Linked DNA regions of Danio rerio: region 2 is linked to region 1. The links are chromatin contacts, called in public Hi-C maps. All regions are on one chromosome and are shown on one strand. Each heading gives the region's core, a stretch centred on a gene start, on an enhancer-like site or on the middle of the called end of the contact. The rest is flanking DNA. Distances are from core to core; before and after follow the strand shown. Region 1 has its middle 4.8 kb from the start of foxn3. Region 2 overlaps ston2 (stonin 2).

Region 1 (5,241 bases), core at 965-3,464:
GTCTTTATCTTTACAAAACAGAATCACAACAGCCACTAAAAGCCTCGTTTAAGCTCTGTCCTTTAAAAACACTTAAATATTTAAACCCTTCAATCCTATGCTAGCACTCTGCAGTGTTTGCTATTGGAAATGTGGCAGCGATGCTAAAACTATTATGTGCACGGACACTACAGCCAAGGCTATAAATATAAGCAACACATGGAGCAGCAGACTGCAAAACAGGGGGAAATTTGGGCTGCTTATATCTGTCAAGAGCTGCACGAATCAGGCCGCCGGCCATATGATCAGCCTGGAGGCTCAGTCCACCTCCTCAGCAGGGGGCTTTGTAACTGTGCTTCTCATTTCTTTGCGAAAAACAGATTGAAAGAAAGGGGGGAATCTTTGCAAAATACCCTGAATTCGTTTGTGAAAATGCCTCGTGAGGACCTTAAAGGGTCTGAACTGAAATTTTGGCTCTTATCTAAATAAAAGTTGACTAATGTGCTCCTAATGTAAACCCAGTGGATTACCATAAACCTTGGGGAACTGCCTTGAACCATGAGATGGGGCCCGGGACACAAATGGAGACGTCATGCACCAGTGCTTTTTCTTGAGGGCGAAACTGCATCTGATGGAGAAAGAAAGTAATGTTGTTCTTGGACAATTTATTCTTCTCTCAAACACTTTGTTGTTACAATAGCAAGTATACAAGTTTGAATATTTTAGTTAACATTTGGCTGTCAGGAGTGATGTTACAACCCAGCGCACTGCACCCATTTGGTCCACTATTTTCAAATTAATAATTAACATATGTAATTGTTTTTTATGATTATGATTTTTTGTAAATTGGTCAAAGATTATATATGAAGCATAACAATACATTATCTACCAAAAATCAGCCAAATTTACAAGAATAATTAAATGATATTACATTAAAAGTAACAGTTAAGCCCTGAGATAATTGCAATTTTAACTATTCATACCCATTTATTTATGCTCATTTTAATTAGGATTTTTTTTAGTCACTTAAAATATTTATTTATTTATTTATTTTTTACCAAAAATCAGGCAAATTTAAAAAAAGAGGGATTAAATATCTTGACTTAAAAAGTAACAGTTGTGCCCCGAAAGGAATTTTTTTTGTCATTTTAACTATTTATAACTTTTATCACCCTTTTTTAAACCACAAAGTTGAACTCATTTTAATTAGGAGGGTTTTTTTAGCCACTTAGAGTTAACAGCTTAAACACGCCTCTCATATAGATAATGAAGTCATGAATTGCTCAGGTGTGAGTATTTTACAGACTTCAATGTTGTAACACATAACTTCGTTTGTAAACTAATTAGATTTTTGGTTGTTAGCAACATCTGCACCTTTAGAAATATGTTACAGTATATAGTTATGTATGCTATATATATATATATATATATATATAAACATACATGCAAATAATTGTAATTTAAATCATTTATACTTTATATTTTTAGCATCTTAAAATATAACAAAAAATGTAGCATGATTACTTATTCATATTGAAGTCAGAATTATTAGCCCCTTTGAATGTTTTTCTCTTTTTTTATATTTTCTAAATGATGTTTAACAGAGCAAGGAAATTTTCACAGTGTGTCTGATAATATTTTTTCTTCTGGATAAAGTATTATTTGTTTTATTTTGGCTACAATAAAAGAAGTTTTTAATTTTTTAAAAACCATTTTAGGGACAAAATTATTAGCCCCTTTAAGCTATATTTTTTCTTTCTTTATGCAATAACTTGCCTAATTACCCTAACCTGCCTAGTCAACCCAATTAACCTAGTTAAGCCTTTAAAAGTCACTTTCAGCTGTATAGAAGTGTCTTGAATAAGATATTATTTATAAGATATTATTTACTGTCATCATGGAAAAGATCAAATAAATCAGTTATTAGAAATGAGTTATTAAAACTATTATGTTTAGAAGTGTGTGTGTGTCTGTGTGTGTGTGTGTGTGTGTGTGCGTGTGTGTGTGTGTGTATGTATGTATATATATATAGCACATTTATTCTACATCAAAAACTAGGACTTGACTGATGTGTTAAACATATTGGCTTTTATATTATGTGAATGAAGCCAGACTTGTGTGCACGAGAGCTTTCCTAAACTGTACATTTTCAGATCAAGCAGTTAATCATGTTCAATAACGTCTCAGTAACAGAAACCAACAGAGCTGCCAAATGCTCTGGCCTCTGAACGTCTGGCAGAAAGATCCAGCATTTGCAGCAGCTGTAGGACGGAATTCTGTTTGTGTTCCCCAGTGCTAATGTTTAAGAGCCACTACACACACAAAAATAGCAGCATACGTCTGTGTAGGCTGCAAAAACGAAACATAAAAAAAGTAAAAGTGAAAGGATAATTATGTTTGTAAAAAAAAAAAAGTGTACAAAATGTTTGTAGAACTCTCATAATTTCACAATAGTGACTAAAGAGGGTGTATTATGCCCCTTTTAACAAGATGTCAAATAAGTCTCTGATGCTACAAGAGTGTTTATGTGAAGTTTCAGCTCAAAATGCACAAATAATATTTTAAAACACTTTAAACTTCCCCTTTTAGGCTTTGATTTAAAAGTTATCATGTTTGATGACTGTCGCTTTAAAATTCAAATAAGATTGTGCTCCCAGCCCTCTTTTCAAAAAGGGCAGAGGTACAGTATAAACGTAGGGTTGGGTATTGTTTGTGGTTATTTCGATACCGGTGCTAAATCGATACTTTTAATATCGGTGCCAAGACGGTGCCTAAACCGATACTTTTGACCCAGAAAAATTATGTAACTTTAACAAATTCAACAAGAAATTAAGATTTATATCATTTTTTTAAATTTCCGATTAATTATATTTTATTAACGTCTACCACAACCTTATCTATAAACCCAATCGTCACAATTATGTAAAAACAATAGTTGTGCCAAGTATTATTTGTTATTAAATAAATTACCCCCAATTTTTTATTTTATTTTTACCCCTACCCTAACCCTAAACCCAACCATCAGAGTACTGTAGAAATAATATTAATTGTTATACAGTGTCACACAAATGATGTTATATTGACATGCTTATTCACAGCTGTAGTATCTAGATTTTACCTGCTTCTCACTCAGGGCTGTTTATGCTATCACTAATGGGCGGTACTTTCTAATGACCATCTAACCATAACCATCTAATGACATGTACAAAGGAAGAATGTCAATCAAAGTGTTTCTGCAGACAGTTTTTATAAAGTGTGATAATAAAAAAAAATGAAATATTTTTACCATTAGAAGCTTATAAAAGTGATATTTGCATAATAGGTTTCCTTTACACAGACTGGTAGTACAGGATTGAATAAGCAACGATGTAACACCTGTGATTAGATGTCAACTCAATTCTATATTAATGGGCACTGACACTCATGGCTGATCATTACGTTGCTTGGCAACTATCAAAAGCCAGCAGTTGAGCTAATGAACTATATTACTTAGCAGGAGAACCGTTTATAATCATTAACAAATGCAACTATTTATTGAACATAAGTGTCTGAGATCATATTGATGTTTAGATTTATAGATTGATTTTAGATTGTATAGATTTAGGGAAGCAATAAACCACCTGAGAATGTTCCAAAGACTTTTCCATAATTTTCCTTAATCATGGTTAAAAAAAAAAAAAAAGATCACGAAAATTTTTAAAATGTCTAGACTTTTTGGTTGTGGTTTGCTAATTTCCATTTGAAGAGTTGCAAAAACCTCTAAGTGCCCTTTGATGCTTTCTTCTAAAATCAGCATTTGTCTAAGGCTCCTCTGTGTATAATTTCACTTTTATGCAAAGAATAGGTTATTTTAATTGTCTTTAAGGGTCCCATGAAATAAAAATAAAGATTTTTAGATGTTAGTAGAAGTATTGTTAGTTTTTAGGATATCTTTAAGCTCCAAAAAACTGATAAAAACAAGTAGTTTTTTTTCACATTACCTCATACATCACTTTCTCATCAAATTGTGACCAATCAAATGCTTTCTATTATCTGACATACCCCACCCCTTCAAGACGATACACATTTGATGTGCTTGAGCTCAGCCACTCACACTGGCAAAGCGGTGATAAAGCAAAATGTTATTAGCAGTTTTTTCAGGGAGGGGCTACACTATGTCCCACCCTCTCTTTATGTTTCAGTTTAGATTACATCAAACAAAAAAATGCATACTTCAAAATACTTCATGGGATCTTTAAAGTGAAATAAATGAACAAACAAAGAAGGCTGAGAAAAATGCTCATTTTAGAAAACAAATCAGAAGGCACTTTATTTATACTACCTAAATCAAAGAAAAAATAATTATAAAAAAAATTATAATGAGAGAGAAATTGTTGATGAATGTGTCCACCATATCACAGGCTTTTTTATGAGTTTCATACAGCAGTCATAAAAATAACACAATTAAAGTTCTTCTCAGTTAATTACTCCACCTTCCCCTGTAACATCTCCGAAAGAATTTGGTGAAGAAAAAAAAAATACAAAACCCAGATGAATGTCTTCATCATATAATATTTTGCCCGAGGCACTTAAGTGAATTAATGTAGCATAATTCCTGAGTGAAGTGCTTGCTTAGTGCAATCAAAGGATTAGAAATATGCATTTTTCAAATGATATTTCAGGCAACACTTACTGAGAATGAAATATGAATATGTTTCTGCACTAAGCAGAACCCTGGTAAACAGTCGTGTTGTTGCCTACAGCCATAAAGTGATTTCTGGGGTATTTTTATATTCTACTGCTAAACCTGTCCAATGAATCAAGTTGAAAAAAATCATGCAAAAAACTGAACTTTATTTGTTCGGGAATAAAATTTGTAATGCGCTCTGTGGTGCATATACTGTAAGCTTACTTCTACAAAACCTGGCCATAAGAAAGGCAGATATTTATATTTCTTTCATAAGAAGTCTAAATTGTAATCATTGTACATTGTGACATTATTGTAATGCATATTTCCTACAATTCTTATTTTTAAACATAAACAACAAAGAGTAATAAAGTAAAGTGTAATTACTCAAACAATATTAAATAATCTCATTCTCTTTATAAGGCAAAAATGTTAAATTGAATAAAAAAAAATGTTTTTTTTTTGTACTGTACTACCTCAACACAGTGTTTTACCATACTTTGCTAATAGTTATTGAAAAATGAATTGCAATAATGAGAAACCAATGAGAATAATGTCAATTTAAAAAAAAGTAAAAAAATTAAAAAAAAAAAAAA
Region 2 (5,341 bases), core at 23-2,522, 230 kb before region 1:
TACAATTGTAATTGCAGATATCTCTAATTGTTATTCTGACTAGTCGAATTATAATTATGACTAGTCAAAATATAATTAGAGATATCTCTAAATATATTTATGGAGTCAGAACAAAGATTTAAATGCTAAAAAGGCTTGCCATAGAGAGCGCTTCTGAACAGCGCAGCAGCGATGACGTAAGCGTGCCGAGGCCCGATATGGTGTGAGCGCGGGCCGTCGGGGGAGACGGGAGGGGGGACAAGCGTGCTTTGGCCCGGTTCGAGGCAACTGTACCTAGTGTGAGTACGGCCTCAAACGCAACATGTGAACGGACTCTGGTTGGGTTTCGGCACCTCACGTAGGAATAGCAACACACACGAAAATGAGCGCCATGAAAAACAGTAGTAAAGAGACTGTATAAAAAAGGATGTAAGGATGTTGCCAGAGTGGCTTTTTGGTTTCTTTTCTTGCGCATCCCAGCCATTAGCTCACCATCTGAAAGATTTTTTTTTTTAAATATGGGGTAATGTAGTCACTCAACTTCACAATTTGCTATGTTGCAATATGTAATTAAATAATGATGGTTGTGTCCTTTACTTGAAAGCTCAGATTTGATTATCATAATTTGTTTTGTTAGTAGAGTTTGTAGTACTGTGTCATTATTAATCACACCTTACAGATGTTGATCTGTTGACCGCCCTTCAAGTTTGCTTTGATCATTCAGCATGTACACTTTATCATTGCACACACTTTGTACATTTTACTTATTAAGTTTGAGTCTCTATAGCGCTTATGTTAATTTTATTATAAGACATAAGATACAGGATATTTTTGTTTATTTTTTATTAAAAACTATTAAAACTATTTGCCTTAGTAATGTTAGTAAATTAAAATAAAATGTTTAAATAAATAAAAAATCCTAATATTTCTAAGATTGTAAAAATATTCAATAATTATTGAATGATAATAAACATTATATTGTGATCTTTTTTTTTCTGTTTCACCCAGCCCTAAGTCACCTACAAGCTAAATTGCCTGAGGATGAATAAATGAACAGCAGATATTTAAATGTTTGCACACTATTCCTTGAAATCCTACTAAAGCAAAGAAAACACAAAGAGAAATTGTTTAAGGAAAGCTCATTGTGCTGGACTGTGAAGCTCAGGGATGTCAGACAGTGAGCCTGTGAATTAATAGATAATGACAGCTTGAGTTTTGTCTCACCAATCAGGCTCACGCAGGGGGAGGGGATCCCTGCTGATGTACTATTGAAAAGCCTAAAGCGTTTGCCATTGACAGAAAAAAAAAGAATACCAGCACTGGTCGCAATGCAAATGCTATGACCACAGAAAAGCAACAAAACAGGATAAAAGATTATTTCTACACCAATGCACTTGCATTGATAGTCAATACTGCATTAAGAGGCATTGCTTGTTAGCACTGCATTGTGAATTGGGAGTTTGTGAGGATCTATTCAGACTAAAACCTTTAATCTACTATCTATGCTAATATTCTCATCATGCCAATACAAAGAAAGCAGAAGTAGCATTACTTTAGAGCAACAGCAAAATCACTATACAGGCTATAGACACTAAGAAAAAGTCGCAACTGGTTTATCAAATGAAAAACAGAATTTAGATGGAATTAAAAAGTTCTATTAGACAAGAGTAGCAGAGGAGAACAAGGCAAGCATGATCTTGATTTAAAGACCATAACATGGCTATGCTATGCTAATCCTATTTCTCCTATATCCTATATTTTTGTAGCTTACTAAAATTATTTTATTCACGTCTTTGCACTGACTTAACATGTAAACCGCTTACGCTTGATGCTTCATCAGCGTCTGGTGTGAACGCAGCATAAGTGGTTTAAAAAAATTGTACCTTAAAATTAAGTATGACCAAATATATAATATTAGGTATAATATGAACTCACAAGAACTCACAAGTGACCTATTCTGAAATTATTACTGTGTGACTTATGAACATATGACAACTCCAGCATGCTAAGTTCATTCCTGCTGTCTTATCATTTGACAACATGATTACCAAATTCAGCCCTAAAATCCCACCTGAATTCTTGTCCGGCAGGCGACCAATCCTCCATACTACAGACTTAAAGGCCTGTTCGTATTTGGCTGTGCCGAGTGTGACCCTCATGGCTGGTTCAGACCCTGATGTGCTAGTCGAACCAAAGCTGGCTCCTTTGTTGAATCGAGCCTTCAGAGACTTCTCTCCCGTCACACTCTCGCGCCTAAAGTTCTTTGCCCAAATTTCTGGTATGGGGTAACGAATTGCAACATTCTCACATGGTGTTAACGTTAAAGGATCCCTATTGGATGAGAACCCGGTTGACATTATCAGCCAGGACTGCATCTCCACTTCTGCACCCCTGACACAAGCAACAGTTCTCAGAGTGAAGGGAAGGGTTTTTTCGGCAAACGGAGTGCGGAAACGAAGCAGTTCAAATCGGCGGCCAACCGGTGGGCTGAACGTAATGGCTCGGGACTCGTTAAACTCTAGCTGGTCTGCACACTCATGCAATCGACAGTCCCGCAGTTGAATCCAACGTGAGGTTGTGTTAGGAATTATGTCATGCCGAGAAACCACCTCTTTACCTTTGATCTGGATATCATTGAGGCCGATACTACAAGGTGGGGATCCATTCAAGAAGGCTAGCATGTTCACTCGGGTAAAAACCAGCTGCTCCAAGATCCGGCTGTCTCCTTTGGAGAGAATCCCATAAAAGTCATCCCTCACCTCCACATGGACCTCCTCTTCAGTGTAAGTCGTTGGCCAGTTGAGACCTTCTTGGTCCATCGAGAGGCCCACAAGTCTCTCCTGTAGAGCGTGACGAAAGCTTAAGAAGTCCTGGTAGTTTGTAGTCCCAAGTTTCACCACTTGCTCTTTGACAGGCAAATGAACCACTGTGACCTTGGGCTGGATCTTCCTCTTTTCCTTGTAAACCACATGGTCTACACTGATGGTGTGAACCCGGCCATTTTCATCGTAGTTTTGAAGCTTGGGCTCTGATATTTCATGCTGGGAGTTCAGCTGGAACTCTTTAAAGGGCTTCTCCAGCCCTTTCTCATAGAAAAGTTGCAGCTGGCCGCTGTTCGTCAACCTGACAAATATTGGTCCCCAGTGACGTGAGGACATGATGTTCTTCTTCTCAGGAATACGCAGGAGCATCGGCCAGCCTTCCTGAGGTGTCATGTGGTGTGGTTCATAAGTGGAATCAGTGGAGTCCGCTTCATCCACTGAATCAGGTAAAGGAGGACTATCATCACGGTCAGGGTCAGAGATGTGTATATTCCTGAGCTGATTCAGACCATCTACAGGAAAGCTTGACTGGACACTATCTTTTTCAATTGCAGAGTCTTTCTGAGGTGGAAAAAGCAAAATAGATTCCCTTTTGATATCAGCATTTTGATATCCAAAGAAAGGTGAGCTGAAAGCAGACACATCCGATGCCTCTGAACACAAGCCAATGCCTTGGGAAGTTTTCAAGTCTGTTTCGTCAAAATAGGCACTGAAGGGGTTAATAGGAGAGGGCTTTAGGTTGGAGAAGTCATCATCTAAGAAAGGGTTCTTCTTGTTGTAAGGGACGCTGTTTTTTGATAATGTGTTATCAAACGCAAAGATTGAATTGTTGCCATCAGGGGTCAAGTCCAGGATGTGTCTCTCTGGCATCTGGCCACAAAATAAAGAGGGAATCAGGTTGCTGTTGGCATCCTGCAGAGGAGAATTGTTGAGGTTATGCAGTTTTATATTAGACGGCCTCCCCGGAGGCTGTAACACAGAGTCCTCATCCTCATCAAAAGTAACCCAGCTGGCAAAGCGGTTGGAGGTGACATAAGCTTGGCCATTGGTGTGTTGGTTATTTGCTGTCCAGTTGAATGAATCCATGTTCATTCCTTCATCGTCTTGGCACAAAGAAGAATCTGTCAATGAAAAAAGAAGACAAAGAAGCCACTTTAATATAAAATTTGACCACTGATATTATAATTAGCTGAATAACTTTCTCAAAGGAATAACCAGGAAGGGAGGAAGGGACATGTCATACATATGAGGCAGACTTAATCTTATAAACAAGAAAACGGATGACCTCCTCTGTCATTCCAGAGTACTTTGAGTTTATTTTTGAAACCTAATGAGAGTCACAATGGTTGGACTATTTTTGTCCATTTTCTGAAAGACATTTCCACTACAAGAAGAAGGCAGATTCTAATCAACTATGATTTATAGACAAATGCATAAATGTAAAATTTCCACTTGCCACAGATGCATTTAAAAGAGGATTATTGTGTGATTGAATACATAAGAAAATATTTTTCAGAATTAAAGTTTTTGCATTATGAAAAAAGGATAGCTAAATAATCAACTTTTTAGTCATTTTAGACACAGAAGACTGTTGATATGTAAGAACTTTAATTATTTAGTAAAATTTCTCACTATCTACTAGGACTTGTATATGGCAAAAATATGATCTCTATAATTATTTTCCATATAAAACGATTAACAATATATATACATACATACATACACACACACATACACACACACACACATACATACATACATACATACATACATACATACATACATACATACATACATACATACATATGTATATATTTCGATTTAAGTTGTTAATTCTTCCAGATTCAAAAGAGTATCTAAACAATGACTGAAGCCACAAAATTAGAGAGTCTGTTAAAAAGCATAATATACTTTCGGATATACATTTCGGATATACCTTCGGTGACCTTTAATATAAGACTTAGACTGTATTGTGATCACTGCTCTAAAATATGTTCTTCTTAAATGTTTGAGTAAAACGAAAAACTTTTTTCCCTACTGAGCACAATTTATTTTATTTCGAGAAACATTCGTATTATTTTGAAACAGTAAACATGTCAGACGAAACAGTTAAAATAAATCATTGACTTGTGCTCTTCTTTATTTCAAAAACACTGATTTCTTTACAACACATAAAAATACATTAAATAAAACCTTACATATATACCTTAGGAATGGTATAACAGAAAATTTTAGAGGTTTTAAAAACAAGGGTAAACCTTAAAACCAGTTATCCCATGCCTACAACATACAGTAAAAAAGTCCATAGCGTATCATTGTTAATGATATTAATTTTATTGTGATTCGATATAATATCATAAATCAGCCCAAATCTACAACTGTACCTATTAATGCTTTAAATACTTATTTACCACATTTATTAATTAGATATTTTTAACCCTAATCCACATTTATTAAAGGATTCCAAATGCTACAGTTTACAAAGTCATCTTGAGCCTTGACAATTGCTCATGAAGTATGTTTATATGGACATTAAACAT

The links. Hi-C and Micro-C count contacts between places; a contact is called where the count stands out from the background.
Region 2: a Hi-C map of an unstated tissue shows a contact between it and region 1, with 2.2 times the contacts expected there. The contact joins two enhancer-like sites. A contact is called at or near these places in 2 of 18 Hi-C or Micro-C datasets (caudal fin and an unstated tissue).

The regions. Positions count from the first base shown.
Region 1 is chr17:17,819,569-17,824,809 of GRCz12tu, reverse strand. No RefSeq gene overlaps it. Among named protein-coding and RNA genes, the nearest start is that of foxn3, 4.8 kb to the left of the region's middle. Within about 2 kb of position 2,214, at least 3 of the 62 cell types and tissues checked have an H3K27ac peak or open chromatin away from gene starts, as enhancers often do.
Region 2 is chr17:18,052,937-18,058,277 of GRCz12tu, reverse strand. It overlaps ston2 (stonin 2), which reads right to left. Exons shown (of 7, transcript NM_001033743.1): 5 at 2,051-3,922. Among named protein-coding and RNA genes, the nearest start is that of ston2, 38 kb to the right of the region's middle. Within about 2 kb of position 1,272, at least 10 of the 62 cell types and tissues checked have an H3K27ac peak or open chromatin away from gene starts, as enhancers often do.